3 separate regions of the Mus musculus genome follow, and regions 1 and 3 are each linked to region 2. The links are chromatin contacts, called in public Hi-C and HiChIP or PLAC-seq maps. All regions are on one chromosome and are shown on one strand. The core of a region is the stretch at or near the end of the contact, and the rest is flanking DNA. Distances in the headings are between cores, read along the strand shown.

What was found. A called contact is a pair of places that touch in the nucleus more often than the background predicts. HiChIP or PLAC-seq counts read pairs in DNA pulled down with a chosen protein or histone mark.
Region 1: a FOXA1 HiChIP or PLAC-seq map of pancreatic cancer cells shows a contact between it and region 2. The contact joins two enhancer-like sites. A contact is called at or near these places in 1 of 39 promoter capture datasets (pre-B cells) and 2 of 115 datasets of contacts at active chromatin or transcription factors (embryonic stem cells and pancreatic cancer cells).
Region 3: a contact with region 2 is called in a Hi-C map of muscle stem cells, with 4 times the contacts expected there. The contact joins two enhancer-like sites. A contact is called at or near these places in 2 of 484 Hi-C or Micro-C datasets (muscle stem cells and myocytes).

What each region holds. Positions count from the first base shown.
Region 1 is chr17:10,460,314-10,465,153 of GRCm38.p6, reverse strand. The region is part of intron 4 of Pacrg (PARK2 co-regulated); the gene reads left to right. All of the region lies in intron 1 of A230009B12Rik (RIKEN cDNA A230009B12 gene), which reads right to left. Among named protein-coding and RNA genes, the nearest start is that of A230009B12Rik, 6.5 kb to the right of the region's middle. Within about 2 kb of position 1,348, at least 14 of the 459 cell types and tissues checked have an H3K27ac peak or open chromatin away from gene starts, as enhancers often do. A contact at or near this core is called in pancreatic cancer cells, where this site is marked.
Region 2 is chr17:10,039,350-10,043,689 of GRCm38.p6, reverse strand. No RefSeq gene overlaps it. Among named protein-coding and RNA genes, the nearest start is that of Gm34972, 100 kb to the left of the region's middle. Within about 2 kb of position 2,674, at least 43 of the 459 cell types and tissues checked have an H3K27ac peak or open chromatin away from gene starts, as enhancers often do. A contact at or near this core is called in muscle stem cells, myocytes and pancreatic cancer cells, where this site is marked.
Region 3 is chr17:10,387,521-10,392,068 of GRCm38.p6, reverse strand. No RefSeq gene overlaps it. Among named protein-coding and RNA genes, the nearest start is that of Gm39565, 18 kb to the right of the region's middle. Within about 2 kb of position 1,433, at least 107 of the 459 cell types and tissues checked have an H3K27ac peak or open chromatin away from gene starts, as enhancers often do. A contact at or near this core is called in muscle stem cells and myocytes, where this site is marked.

The DNA of each region.
Region 1 (4,840 bases), core at 99-2,598, 420 kb before region 2:
AGGTAGCCCGGGAGAGACCACTTGCCCTATGATGTATAGCCGCAGATGTGAAGGCCCTGCCAAGGAACACAGGCTGTGGATGCCCTAGATGTGCCCTGAAGCAGGACATAGTTGCTTCAAAGGAGCAGCAAGGACTAGGTCCCTCCCACACTCCACAGTACTCCCTGCCATTTCCTTTCCCTCCTCCACCCGCCTTCCCCCATAACCCCCTCAACACTATAGATACCTCTAAGTGCTTTCAGGACAAAGAGGAGTCCTTGCCATTTGAAGAGCTTCCTGCCAATCCTCATCAGACTCCTTGGTAAAGTGAAGGGCCCTCTAAGGAGCCCTGAAAGGAAGCCTGCACTGCAGGCTGAGACGACTGCCCTTCTCAACAGTGATGTTATAGCCTGCCCTGGTGTGGGTGAGCCCATGTAGGCCACTGGCTGCTCCGATGCTCTTCAGAGCCATGGGACCAGTCCTACTTGACCAGAACATCATGGGGGGGGGGGGAGAAGGGAGGAAGGAAGGAAGGGAGGGAGGAAGGGAGGGAGGGAGGGAGGGAGGGAGGAAGGAAGGAAGGAAGATTTCACTTAGCACTCCTGGAAGAGGCAAACTAATTTGATGCACCAAGGCCCATCTGGGCAATTCAGTAACCCTTCTTTTCCCTGGCATCTCCTCCTCTCTACCCTCTTTCATTCCCGAACCTGGGCATGCCTACTTCTCCTCTGTCCCATAGCTATCCAGAAATTGGGGTGTCGAGAGAAGACAGATGGCAGATAGTCACTCTCTCTCCACAGCCATACCCACTTCAGCTTGCACTCGGATGAGATCATTGGTCCCTGCACATTAATAACTGCATCAAGCCCTCTCTCTCCTACCATGATTCCTGCTCCAGGCATATAGGACAGAGAAGAACCAGGTGACCCCCCCTACTTCCCCCTGCCATGTAAATTCCCAAAGATACTGTTCCAGTAACCACAGTTCTTGCTCAGAATTGGGATATCTAGAAAACTCTTGTCTATGTAACTCCAGGCAGCCACTAGCAGTTGTCCAGACATGGCCTATAAACAGAATCTACAGGCTAGAATGTTATAAGTCCATGAGCTTTCTAAACTGTGGCCTGTTAGATTAATCACATACAACCCCACCAGAGAATGCTAGGCACATAGTCAGGGTTTGAAAGCAAACTTTTCCCTGTTTGCTAGACTTGGGGTGACTCATCTACAGTACATGTAGAAGTGGCCAGGCAACCAATTAGACCAAATGGAATTACCGTCTTTTTATGCTCGATGAAATGGGCCACTTTCTTGCCCTGTACCTGTGCCAGCTCCTCAGTGCCGACCTCTGCAAATACAGGTGGCATTCCACACACCTCAAGGCTCCAAGCTGAAGAGGGAGGGACCAGAGACTGGTGACTCAAGACAACAACACAGTTCCATTCATTCCAGGAATATTTTATCCCTAAGAGAACACAACACATAAGAGCAGAAAGTTGGAGTCATGGTGTTATAACAGGAAGAGACACCTGCCCCAGGTTTCTATTGGAACTTAAAGAACAGAAGAGGCTCCTCAGTGACTGGAACAAGGTCATCAAGACACATACCTCTCCCATGTCTCCTGACACACAGGCTCCCTCTCCACTCACAGGCACAAAGAACACCTCACCTGAGCAGGTGGCCTCAGCAACAGGGACAGTCAAGCTCACTTAGGACTGGAGCACCCCAGGGAGGGTGGGAGTGTCAGCTCATTTCAAAGATCAGAAAGCTCCCAAAGGAGACTGAAGAGACAGCCAGGGATTTAGGAGACCAGACTAATAAGAGAAGCTTATTCTTATGGGTGGCAAACAAAGACAGTATCGCCACTAGTTTTCAGAAGAGCAGGAAGATGGAGGCCACAGATGCCCCGTGGGCTGACCATCATCCTTAGCAGCTTTGATAATGAGGTGAAACAGGAACTTGGTGCAGGGAAAACAAACACATGAGAGCAGAAGTCAGGCTACTCTTGGGAGAGACTTGGCTGTGAAGGGAGTCTGGAAGTGTCTTGGTAGAGTTGGGTTTAGTCGGGGTTTTAAGATGGAAGCACCATGGCTACATTTAGATGTAAAAAGGCCTACTCCTCAAATGGGAAACCCCAAAGGGAGTAAGAATTGTCTGTTGGTTAAGGTGTGACTAGAGTTTGCCAGAAGGTGGAAGCTGTTCACAGCAGCAAGGAGGGCAGGCAGAACTCTCCATCATGGTGGAAGGATGAGAGATAGTTCTCTAATATTCTGCTTGCCTAGAACACTCACAGTCCATAATAGGTTTTCTCCTGAAAATGATCAGGATAAACTCCAACCCCTTTAATGAAATGGAGTATCATCTTTAAAAGACATGGCCACCCTTAAAATAACCTCTTGACTTCCCCGTTGTCATAGCTGCCTCCCATGAGGAGAGCCATGGCCCTGAAATAGATGGTTAGCAGGAGCTCCTTATGACTAAGGGACTTATAGCTCAAGACGGTGACTCCCTTTTGATTCTAGGATATGAAGTACCTGCTCCCACCTCCTCAGGTCTTCCTTTGAGAAGAGCTTGTCCTGTTCACAGTGCTGGCCTGTCTTGGTAGCTAACCCCCAGCGAAGAAAATCTCTACTGCTATGCCTCAACTTCCACAGCTGGCCAGAGCCTCTTGTCTGCTTTTCTGGAAGACATCACCTTTGAAAGGTTTTACATCTATATTATAGAGATTTATTTTTAATTTTTCAAAACTTCTCTGCTAGCCTCCAAAGAGCCCTAAACTATTTAAATTCTGCCCCTGGCATGCTGATTTATACTTGAGTTTGGTGTTTTATTATTGTCGAATGTCACATATAAGACAAGGGCTTTGGGGAAACCTGCAGACTTTCTGATATTTCCAAAGGTCACTTGTTATATGGCTGAACTTCGAGCACTTTTTCATCGTCACCTATCTGCACGTGTTGATGGATCCACACATGGGCCGCCATGGTTGCAGGAAATGCTAGTGCTCTAGTGGGCCCTGCCACATGGAGCACCATGAGGATGCTAGGCTTAACAATGCCAGAGAACCGCCGCTCCTTTCCCACCAGCTAAAGAATACCTACCTCCCCTCAAACCCAAATGTATTTCACACCAGAGTTAGTTTACTAGCCTCCAGTGTTTCCTCGCCTCCACCTCACCTTGCCATTTTGAGCTGGCCACCATCTATTTGTGTTTGAGTCTACCTGGGCTTTAAAAAAAATCGTCTTTCCATGTTTATGCCTGCCTCGCATCTTTCCCTTTTGGAAACTCATGTTTGTCGTAGGAGACTAAACTTTATCACTGTTGTATACTAGAGCCCAGGGTTTCTGGAACATTATGTCAGTAACCTGCTAATGCATTAAAGAAGGAGTTGTGTGACTGCCGCTGCCTTTGCACACTCCGACTGGTTGGCCAGGCAGATGCGTGATGCAGGATTCTGAGTCTCTGCCCACTTCAGATGAGTGAAGGGCCATGGCCAATTCAGGACATCTATTCTAGAGACTGAGAAAGGATTAGGAGGAGGCAGAAAGGATGAAAAGCCCCAATATGCATTTGCCTTTCCTCTAAGAGAGGGCCTTGGAGGATGGAGGAATTGCATCCAAGAGATTTTCTTAGATATAAGTGTAGATTTCCCCTTAATTAGTCAGCATAGTAACTTTCATCAACCCAAAATTCATAGAATTGTTTGTTTTGAGAGGGGGTGAGAGCTTAGCCTCTAGCTCTCTAGTCTGAGATTATTTCTGTCTATATCATTGTTTCATAAAATTACACTGAGATTATGTATATCACAGTTTGCATTCACTGTATTTTTGCAGTAGATAAATTATTTCATAATTTTTGACAGTGTTTTCTACACAAACATTTTTACCAATGCAGTTGAGTAAATATGAAGAGGGAAGATAAATTAGCTGTTGCTTATTTTTTGTTTTTCTTGCGCAAAACAAAAACATTCAAGTTTTGATGAAAATTGAAGACCAACAGTAACATGATCCAAAGCACAATCTTCCTGTTTAAAAATAGGAAATGGGATGTCCTCTGCCACCCCATTACTCTCTAGAAAGCTACGTTCCTATTTTCTAGGAGATCATATGAAAAGAGACACAAATGCTACAGATGACAGAAGTAGGTCATGAATCAACCTTGTTGTCATCTGGTTCTCTTGCAAACTCTCCCTCTACAGAAACTCTGACGTCCAGCGCCATGGACTGTTGAACCTAGTGGGCAAGATTTGCTCAGTATTCTCAGCCAATGCATCAGATAATGCTTTTAGTTACTAGCTAACATGGCCACACTCTCTATCGTGGAGAAGATGCTTGTTTTTATATATGCAAGAGTTATTTGTTCCTGTGTTGTTTGTGTATTTCAACTGCACCTAAAATTCCTGAGGCCACTTGCTGATCACTAAATACAAAATATTTCCTAAGGCATACTACAGAAGACAGTCCATGTCAAATTGAAATGTATTTTCTTCTTAGTTAGCTGATAAAGAACATGACTGATGGTACTCAGCTGTATAAAAATTAATTTTACTCTTCAATTAAATATATGGTCAAATTTTCATATCTCTTATCTTTTAAAAAGGTCCATTTTGTTTCTTAAATGAAGTGGTTTGCTAATTCAATGGATATTTTGTTTGCAATAGAATAATATGAGCATGAAAGAGTCTTTGTTTCAACAAATGAGTTTTATGTTCAATAACAAGTCATTAAATTCAATCAATTCTAGAATTCACAACTCAGTTCTTGAATAGAGACGAGTAGGGTTTTGATTTAGTTCGACTGAATCTATGGGGAATGTTGGTTATGCTTTGATCGACTTTATAACTTAGTGTTACTTGGAAGACT
Region 2 (4,340 bases), core at 1,425-3,924:
CAACCTGCTCAGGTCAAGCCCCAGCTTATAGACAAACTACAGAAGCAAGGTCTGGGAACACGGAGGTCTATGACAGGTTAAGATGGGCACATGACTCAGTGCAGGGCCAGAAAGAGTGGACAGACAGATGGACCTCAATTCAAGTAGGTGAGATGGACAGTAAGGACTGAAGTGAGCTGAAACCCCTGATATAGTGACATGTTCTCAGTTTGCTGGTCCTTGGATGCATACTCTCTGTGGTCAGATGATGAGTGCCTATGCCCATTGTCTTAATAGTATCTTCTTTTCTTCTTTATGAGGTCCAGATGAACACATGGCCCTCATTCTTCCTGTCTGATGTGTCTGGCAAGTTCCAGGTCCTGATTTTCTGATATGAGTTTAATATGCCACATCTCCCCAATTTACTTTGATAAATATATAGACTTGTTACCCTTTCTAGTCTTAGGCATAAATTACGAGGTGGTATCTGGCAGATGGTGAGTGTTTATGTACACACCAAGGGGCACAGTTGTCCTGCTTTGTCGTTTGCCTCCAATGTAGTCAAATTCTGCTGGTGAAATGAAGTCTGTCAGGGTAATGCACAGCCTGAAAAACTACCACTTTACACAGTACTGAGTTGCTTAGAAGAGGGTACAGCTTGAATTTGGATCAGCGCTATAAACATCAAGGTTGGCTGTGGTCAGGAAGAAAACGGTCATCACAAACAAGTTCTTAAGGGCTCGGTGTGGCTCTGCCCAACTACAAATGGAACGAGGAGAGGGAATCTTGTGTTTCTAGAAAGAGGAAAGCAGAGATGCTGGGTCCTCCACGGTGTGCACCACAGTTTGATGAGTTTCACATGATGGATCAATTCTTGATGGTAGCATGTTGTTTTAAGACCCAATTGGTATGCTGACATGTAAATTCATGTAACTGGAAGTCCAAAAGTTTTTCTCGCACCCTTGCAAACCAAATGTCATTTTTAACCTCAATTTTCACATATACTCATTTATTTAAGGAGTTATTCTTATTAGATGGTAAGAAATGAGTTTGGATTCACTCAAGCCCTTATATATCCTGCCTCATCATCTCTTTGGAGTGGGGCAACTTCTGGAGAACATCTGGATTCAGGTCTGAAGATCCTTAGGCAGCTTGGTTCCTTCCATACACTTTATAAATCCCCAGCATATGGCAAGATAGCACCGGATAGTTGCTTTGTCATCCACAGGGACCAAGAATGCTGAGTCATGGTTGCTTGCCACTAGACCAGATGGAACTATCTGGAAGCTGGGAGCAGTTGATAGCTAAGAGAGTCCAGGGAGTCTCCTGTTGCAAAGCATCCACAGATTCTCAGAGTTATGTTGAGTTCTGTGGTGGAACATTTCACTGTACTAGGAAGCGGCTGAGCAGTCAGAGAGTCGCTGGGATCTATGTGCACTCAATGAGAGCCAGAGGGGTCAGGTCTCAGGAGTGGGGCGTGGGCTTCACTGTGCATTGCCGAGACAGCTGGCACCTGTGGGGTGAAGGCTGGGACTGGCAAGAGGTGGGAAACAGGAGAGGCTGAGAAAAGATACTTAGAGCTGAGCCCACAACATTGTACCCTCCTTTGCCAATTATGAAGCACTTAGATTAGTTCTTATTATATAATAGTTTGTACTATCTTTGTAGCAACTTTGATCTGTTATTGTTGACATTAATTTTGCATATAAAAGCACAGAAGAAGAAAGGGAAACAGAAAAGAGAGAGGGAGAAAAAATGACATGTTCCTGAGATTTTCAGGTCTTGGTTATCACTAGCCCACGTGGAAAATTAAATCACGACTTGAGGTGGTCTGACCCTACCCTTGAATGTGGCTTATGGAATCTAAGAATCTGGTTGATGGGTTGAGAGTCTCCATTTTTTTCTCATGCATCTGAGATGAGTTGTATGTGTGTTTCTTAGGGCTGCCAGAGTGAATTGCTCCAGATGAAAATAAGATTCCCCACAATTCTAAAAACTGAAATCCTAAGCTCAAGGTTCTGGCTGGAAGAGACCTTTCTTTCCCTTTAGGACGCCTGGCTTTCAGGAGGCTACCGGCTCGTTGCCATTTCACATGGCTTTATGCGCAAGTGTCTGGGGTCTTTAGCTCTCTATACTCTAGACTTCAAGGAATAACTCAAGTCAGATTCAGTTGGGGTCTGAACCTAAGACCTCAATTTTAACTTGACCATCTCTTTAAGCTTCTTTCTCCAAATAGTTTGATTCTGAGCTACTGGGGGTTGGGGATCCCAGTGCACAAAATTTAGCCTATAGCAACTGCAAAGTCAATATGGACTGTGCCATCTCACTAATGCCTGAGCGTTGTTGAGTCTAAGGAAGTGCACTTTTCCTGACACAGAAGGCTCTTCAGAAGTGCAGGAACTTCAGTGTCAACAGAGAGTCACATCCTGGGGGGTTGGAAATGAGGGCCCTGTGTGCCGCCTTAGGAAGCTGTAGAAAGTGAGTCTCACAAACAGCTGTCTGGTTATGACTTAACGATGAGTGGATGCTAAATTACTGGCTTGTGAAGTCATCTCAGGAAGTTGAACTTGAGATATGCCTTTATTTTAAAAGCTTGGCCATCATTAGTATGACTTGAGAGGAAACTAGAAAATGCTATAAATAGAATCTGCACTACCCTTTGAGCTCAACTTAAAGATGAGGAAGCAGGCTGGAAGTTGCTCTCCAAGCGTCATTTGAGGAAGTCATGTTTACAAAGGGCTGTGACCTCAGTATGTCCGCAGAGAGTCTGACCATTACCTTTATAAGAACCTATTTGGCATCTAGAAAGGAAGGATCCTCAGGAGATTTCATGCCCAGAAAGCATTTGTTCTCAGTGCTCTGGGCTATTCGGGAACGATCTTCACACTTCATAGTTTTCTCCTTAAGAACAAAAAATCTTGAAGGCCAGCGGCTCAAATTATTATGAAAAGCAGTTCCCAGGTGGGATGGTCAGGGCCAGGACCAAGGGCCATGCTTCCTTGATTGCTCTGTCAGCAGGACCAGAATGCAGGCTGCAGTGTGGCTAACGGTGTTATTCTGCCTCCTTATCTGATCATCTCACCGTCATGGGGATAGCTGCAGTCTTAGAGCCCAGCACACTCTGGTAATGTGGTGAGGCAGCTGGGATGAAGGCAGATTTGGAACATCCAATGTTCTACTCATGAACACTGGTGAGAACGAAAGGGACCAGTTTCTTCTCTGAGGCAGGGACCGTAACCCCAAGACTGGCTAGACAGCTGGCTCCTCCTGCCCCCAGAGATTCCAACTGAACTGCTTAGGACAAAGGGCCTTCAAGGGAATTTTTGTAGTTATTTAATTCTGTGGGGAAAACAATCTTTGGTTTTGCTATGTAATCTTTTTCCTTTTATAGGATGACAGCCAAGTTAATCTAACTATGAGATTTTAAAATTTATTAATTTTAAGGTTTTTGGAATGATTTTAAAAAGTAAGTTTGATAAAGAGTAAAGATTTTTAAAACAGTAATCACCTTTTGTGACTTAAGATTTAATCTAGCTTTTTTCAGGGCTCAACAGTGGGCTCCAAGCTCTGCCCGTTTGTACTTGACACCTGGTAGATCTTCCTCTGTTACATCTTTCCTTGCTGTTTTCATGAGAAACCCTGAGCTCTTCCTCTGACATCTTAGTTCTTAAGAGTTGGCATAAGCACAGACCGAACTTTTGATGTGTCTCCAACACTCACTGTTTAGAAAGCCCCGGAGTTCAGTCCTTTAACATCCTTTAAGATATCCCTCAGCTCAGAAATCTGTGGGAACCAATACTTCGTGTTTGTCAGTTGTCTGTTACTGTAACAAGGACCAGTGATAATCAACTTACAAAGAGAAAAGGTTTTTCTTCTTCTTTTGGGCTTTCCCTTAGGATGTTCTAGTCATGACCAGTGGGTTCTTGTGGCTTTACTACTGCAGTGGCTCATCCTGGTGGGAGCCCATGACAGAGCAAAGCTGTTTACCTCATGGCTAGGGCTTGAACTGGAGAAAAGCAAGAGACCAGAGTTCTCTAATCTCTGTCAAGAGAGCACACACTCCTAGGGTGGTTGGTATTGGTTGTCATATTACCTGTGGTGGGAAATATTCCACGTGCTGGGTGATGTGTTTATAAAAAGATAAAGAGGTAGGGGGATATGTTCTATGGAGGTGTGGTGAGGTATGAGGGAAGGGGATGTCTCAGGGGACCTATGTAGAGGCATCCCCCCACCCCCCAGGACCAGCCACAAGACAGTATAGTATAGAATAGAGTTTATTTAGAGCATGGTGAAGGAGGGGGAGTTAGGAGGGTAGTAGAGGCAGAGAAAGGCAGAGAGAGAGAGGGAGGGGGGAGGAGAGA
Region 3 (4,548 bases), core at 184-2,683, 350 kb before region 2:
TCCAGGACAGCCAGGACTGCACAGAGAAACCCTGTCTCAAAAACAAAAAAACAAACAAACAAACAAAAAAAGAATTGATAAGAAAACATCTGTAAAATTGAAAAGCAGAGATCAGGCGAAGCAGGTAACAGAATTATATCTATCCTGTGCCATCTGAAGACACATTTCCAGAAGTGTGTGCACTATGGCACTCACTGCAGTAGCCTGAGTGGCAGGAACAAGGTTTACTCCTTTGATTTTTGCTTGTCACAATTTTCCAAATTACTGCAATCCAGATAGTCTCCATCTGTCACAGGTTCAACTCCCACCCCTACCCCTCGGGATCCACATGTAAAAGTATTGGTCCCCACCAGACTTGTACCTTGGACTGTGGGCTTGTTGAGACAGACCTGCTCAGAACAGAGAATGTCTGTAGTCAGCTAAGTTGGGGTGGGTCCTACTAGAGAACAATGACCATCCCTGTGACTGTGTCCCTTTAAAAGAAGGAAAACTTAGTGAGGTGAAGGCAGAGATGGCGCGTTGTGTTTCTACATGCTGAGGAACAGCAGGATGTCAGTCGCCACCAGGAACTGGTCGCTGGTCCACAGTGGCAGATTCCCCCATTCAGACTAGGAACAAGTCACCCTGACAACCATGGCCTCAGACCACCAACTTCCAAAACACCGATGGCAAGGCAGTATATTTCTGCCATTTGGGCCACCAGGCTAGGGTCACTTATACCACCTAGTAAAAATGACGACAGCAACACCAAAAATTATTCAGACTTTAAAGTTAAAAGTTAGGCTTGGGGACCAGAGAGAGCAAACCCGGAGCGAGCCGGGGCGGGGGAGGGGGAAGAAGCAAGAGGGAGAAGGGAAGGGAAAAAAGAAAGAAAAGAATTGCTTTAAAAAAAGTGAGGCTTGCTTGGGTGGGTATCTGGAAGTACAGAACAGCTGTCCCCACCCAGGAACTGCAGCTTCCCGGATTGGAGCCTCTTCGCTCGCTCTCAGCTGTTCAGTAAGGAGAGCATCCTTCACTGTGCCAGAGCTCTGGGGAGCCTTTCCTCCCTCTCTGCTGTCAGTCTCCCTGAGTCACTTCTGCTCTCTGGAGCTGCCAGATTTTCTGGCTGATGGAGGCCGTCCCACAATCATGGCAGCTTGGCTCCAGCCTGACCACATCCCAAGTGGCTGATACAGGGATGAGGCACATGCTGCAGGGTGCCACAGGTCACATGGTAGGGGGACGTCATGGAGCACGCAGGGGCCTCCAAAACCCTCGGAGCACCTCCTCCTCAGCAAGCAGAAGTCTATTATTACAATGGACTGCTTCATTCTCAGCTTCTCCAACCCTGGGGCTGGGCTCTCGGAAACCTGAACCCGAGCAAGGCCAGCGGATCAAAATAACTTCCAAGAATAACCAGGCCTGCGCTGGACTCAGGCGTGTGGGCCTGCAGGCTGAAGTGCTCCAGTTCCTGCCTGGGCCTTCACTCTACCACAGCTCCCCAGGAATGAGTTATCAAGTGACACACTCTGGAACTTAATCAGCCGAAACAATGGGAGGAAGTATGGCGCTTTCTCCACGGCCCTCCAAACGGGGAGCCCCGCTTATCAAAGGGACAGGATTTATTCAGTTGCTACAAACTTCCAAAGACTTCCTTTCCCAAAAGAAAGACCCACAGGAAGGTCATGTCCTTCAACCACATCCAGTGAGTCAAAAGTGCCTCCTGCTTCGCTTCAAGCTGGCCAGTCAGCCGACTTCCACCCTGGCCCCAGCCACTGGATCTGGGCACACAGCTGCCCCAGGAGAGCCTGCAGGCTCCAGAGGGTCCAGAGACAAAGGCACAGCTGACCCTCAGACCACAAAATAGAGGCCACAGATTACGAACTGGCACCAGCTCAGGGAAAATGAGGCTTATGGTCACTGGAAACAGGTAGGCCATAGGCTCTCTCTCAAGCCAGTTAACCTAATCTAGAGTTCTCTTTTCACACGGAGCAGCCTGACTCCTAGCAGGCTGGGCCTCCAGTTTTACAGTCCCCGAGTATTTTACCAGTGGACCTTTTCCTATACCTTGTGCTTGGACTGCAGCCTTCCAGACAAGCTGAGCATCCTGGAGCCTGGATGTGACCTTCATCAAGACCATCCAATCAAAGGGGAGAAGACTAGCCACACCCACTGCCCCCAACACACGGTGTACACAGCCAATTCTAAAAACTCCAGAGCTGGAGCTGAGCCTGCACCACACCGCATGCACGCCACACTCCTTCGTATTGCACATGATAGACATTTGTCTGTGCTGTCTGAGGAAGAGCTCGTCCACACGTGGATGGGAAGGCCTTTCCCAAGATCTCGGGGGTCTCCCTGCCTCAGAGGGTGGTATTTGAACAGCCTGTATCAAAAGGAGCTAAGCCTTTAACAAGGGGTGTGTGGCCAAGGGAACAGCTTCTGCTTCTGTGTGTGCGCGTGCGCGTGTGTGTGCGCGTGCGCGTGCGTGCGTGTGCGTGTGCGTGTGTGTGTGTCTGCGCGTGTGCGATGAGCTTCCTGATTGGAAGGCAGATGTAGGAAGAATAAGTAACTGAAGTAAGTATGTCTGTGCCTCACTAGCCACAGATGCCTCATTGATCACCACGTGATTTCTAACCTAAGCATGGACGTAGTTTCAGACCCTGTCTCAAAACTACAAGTCACCCAGTGTTGGCATGTCTGTCAACAAAGCCCACTCACCCTCATATTCGTGCTAAGGAGGGCAGGATCTCTCTGTCCTTCAACAATGAGTCCAGACACCTAATATAACATCCCAAGGCCCATGTACTCGGGCATCCATGCCTCCTTCCTATTCCTGGCAGAGGCTGAGCAGTGAGCACAACACATAACCCAATTCGGCAACGCCCACCAGAGGCCTGGCAGGCCTTCTCAGCCTGGACCCTTGACCTAGAGGTCTTGTGCATGGATTCTTTGTGTGTCCATCCATCAATCGACCAACATCTAACAACACCCACAGACATCTGTAATCTTTGGAGTGAGAGTCGTGTAGAGATAACTCTCTGGTGCCCGCCTCAAGAACACTGCAGTGCTTAAGGAATCAGACATCTGTATCCCATAGGTTAAAGTGAATGGTCACTGGCCGGTAACCCTGGTGATCCATGAAGAGAAAGGTCTGGGTGCCTTCCTGCTTCTTGGTCTACCCTCTGTGTGCTCTGCAAGGGCTTTGACCACACTGGGCATCAGTGTAAGGGTGGTGTCTGACAAAGAAGAGAAGTCAAGCCCTCTCTCCCACAGGTCACCTTCTTTAATGAGAATACTCATTCCCACAGGGTCCTGATAAGCTTCCCTTTGGCTTTTCTGCCTGGCGATAAGCACTACAAAGCAAAAAGCCCTCCATGTTAATGTACTCCCTGGAGGGCAGCTGTCATCAGGATGAAAGACACCATAGAATGATACCCCTGCTGGTAGGCAACAAGGCACACACATTGTACAATTTCAAGGGATTTTCAGATCCCCTACATCAGTGGCTCTCAACCTGTGACCCTTTAATACAGTTCCTCATATTGTGGTGACCCCTCAACCATAAAATTACTTCATTGCTACTTCATAATTGTAATTTAGCTACTGTTATGAATGATGATGTAAATATCTCATAGCAGGATTCCTGATGTGTGACCCTAGTGGGGTCACAGCCCATAGGTCGAGAACCACTTCCCTAACCCTAACGTCTTTCTCTAGGACGTCCTGAAGATCTCCTAAGGGCTCAAGAAGCTGAACTCCAGAAATTCAAAGAACGCCATTAAAAAATGGGGTACAGAGCTAAACAAAGAATTCTCAACTAAGGAATACCGAAGGGCTGAGAATCACTTGAAAAACTGTTCAGCATCCTTAATCATCAGGGAAATGCAAATCAAAACAACCCTGAGATTCCACCTCACACCAGTTAGAATGGCTAAGATCAAAAATTCAGGTGACAGCAGATGCTGGCAAGGATGTGGAGAAAGAGGAATACTCCTCCATTGCTGGTGGGATTGCAAGCTTGTACAACCACTCTGGAAATCAGTCTGGCGGTTCCTCAGAAAATTGGACATAGTACTACCTGAGGACCCAGCAATACCACTCCTGGGCATATACCCAGAAGGTGTTCCAACTGGTAATAAGAACACATGCTCCACTATGTTCACAGCAGCCTTATTTATAATAGCCAGAAGCTGGAAAGAACCCAGATGCCCCTCAACAGAGGAATGGATACAGAAAATGTGGTACATTTACACAATGGAATACTACTCAGCTGTTAAAAACAATGGATTTATGAAATTCTTAGGCAAATGGATATATCTGGAGGATATCATCCTGAGTGAGGTAACCCAATCACAAAAGAACTCACATGATATGCACTCACTGGTAAGTGGATATTAGCCCAGAAACTTAGAATACCCAAGATACAATTTGCAAAACACAAGAAAATCAAGAAGGAAGACCAACGCGTGGATACTTCATCCTTTCTAGAATAGGAAATAAAATACCCATGGAAGGAGTTACAGAGACAAAGTTTGGAGCTAAGACAAAAGGATGGACTATCCAGAG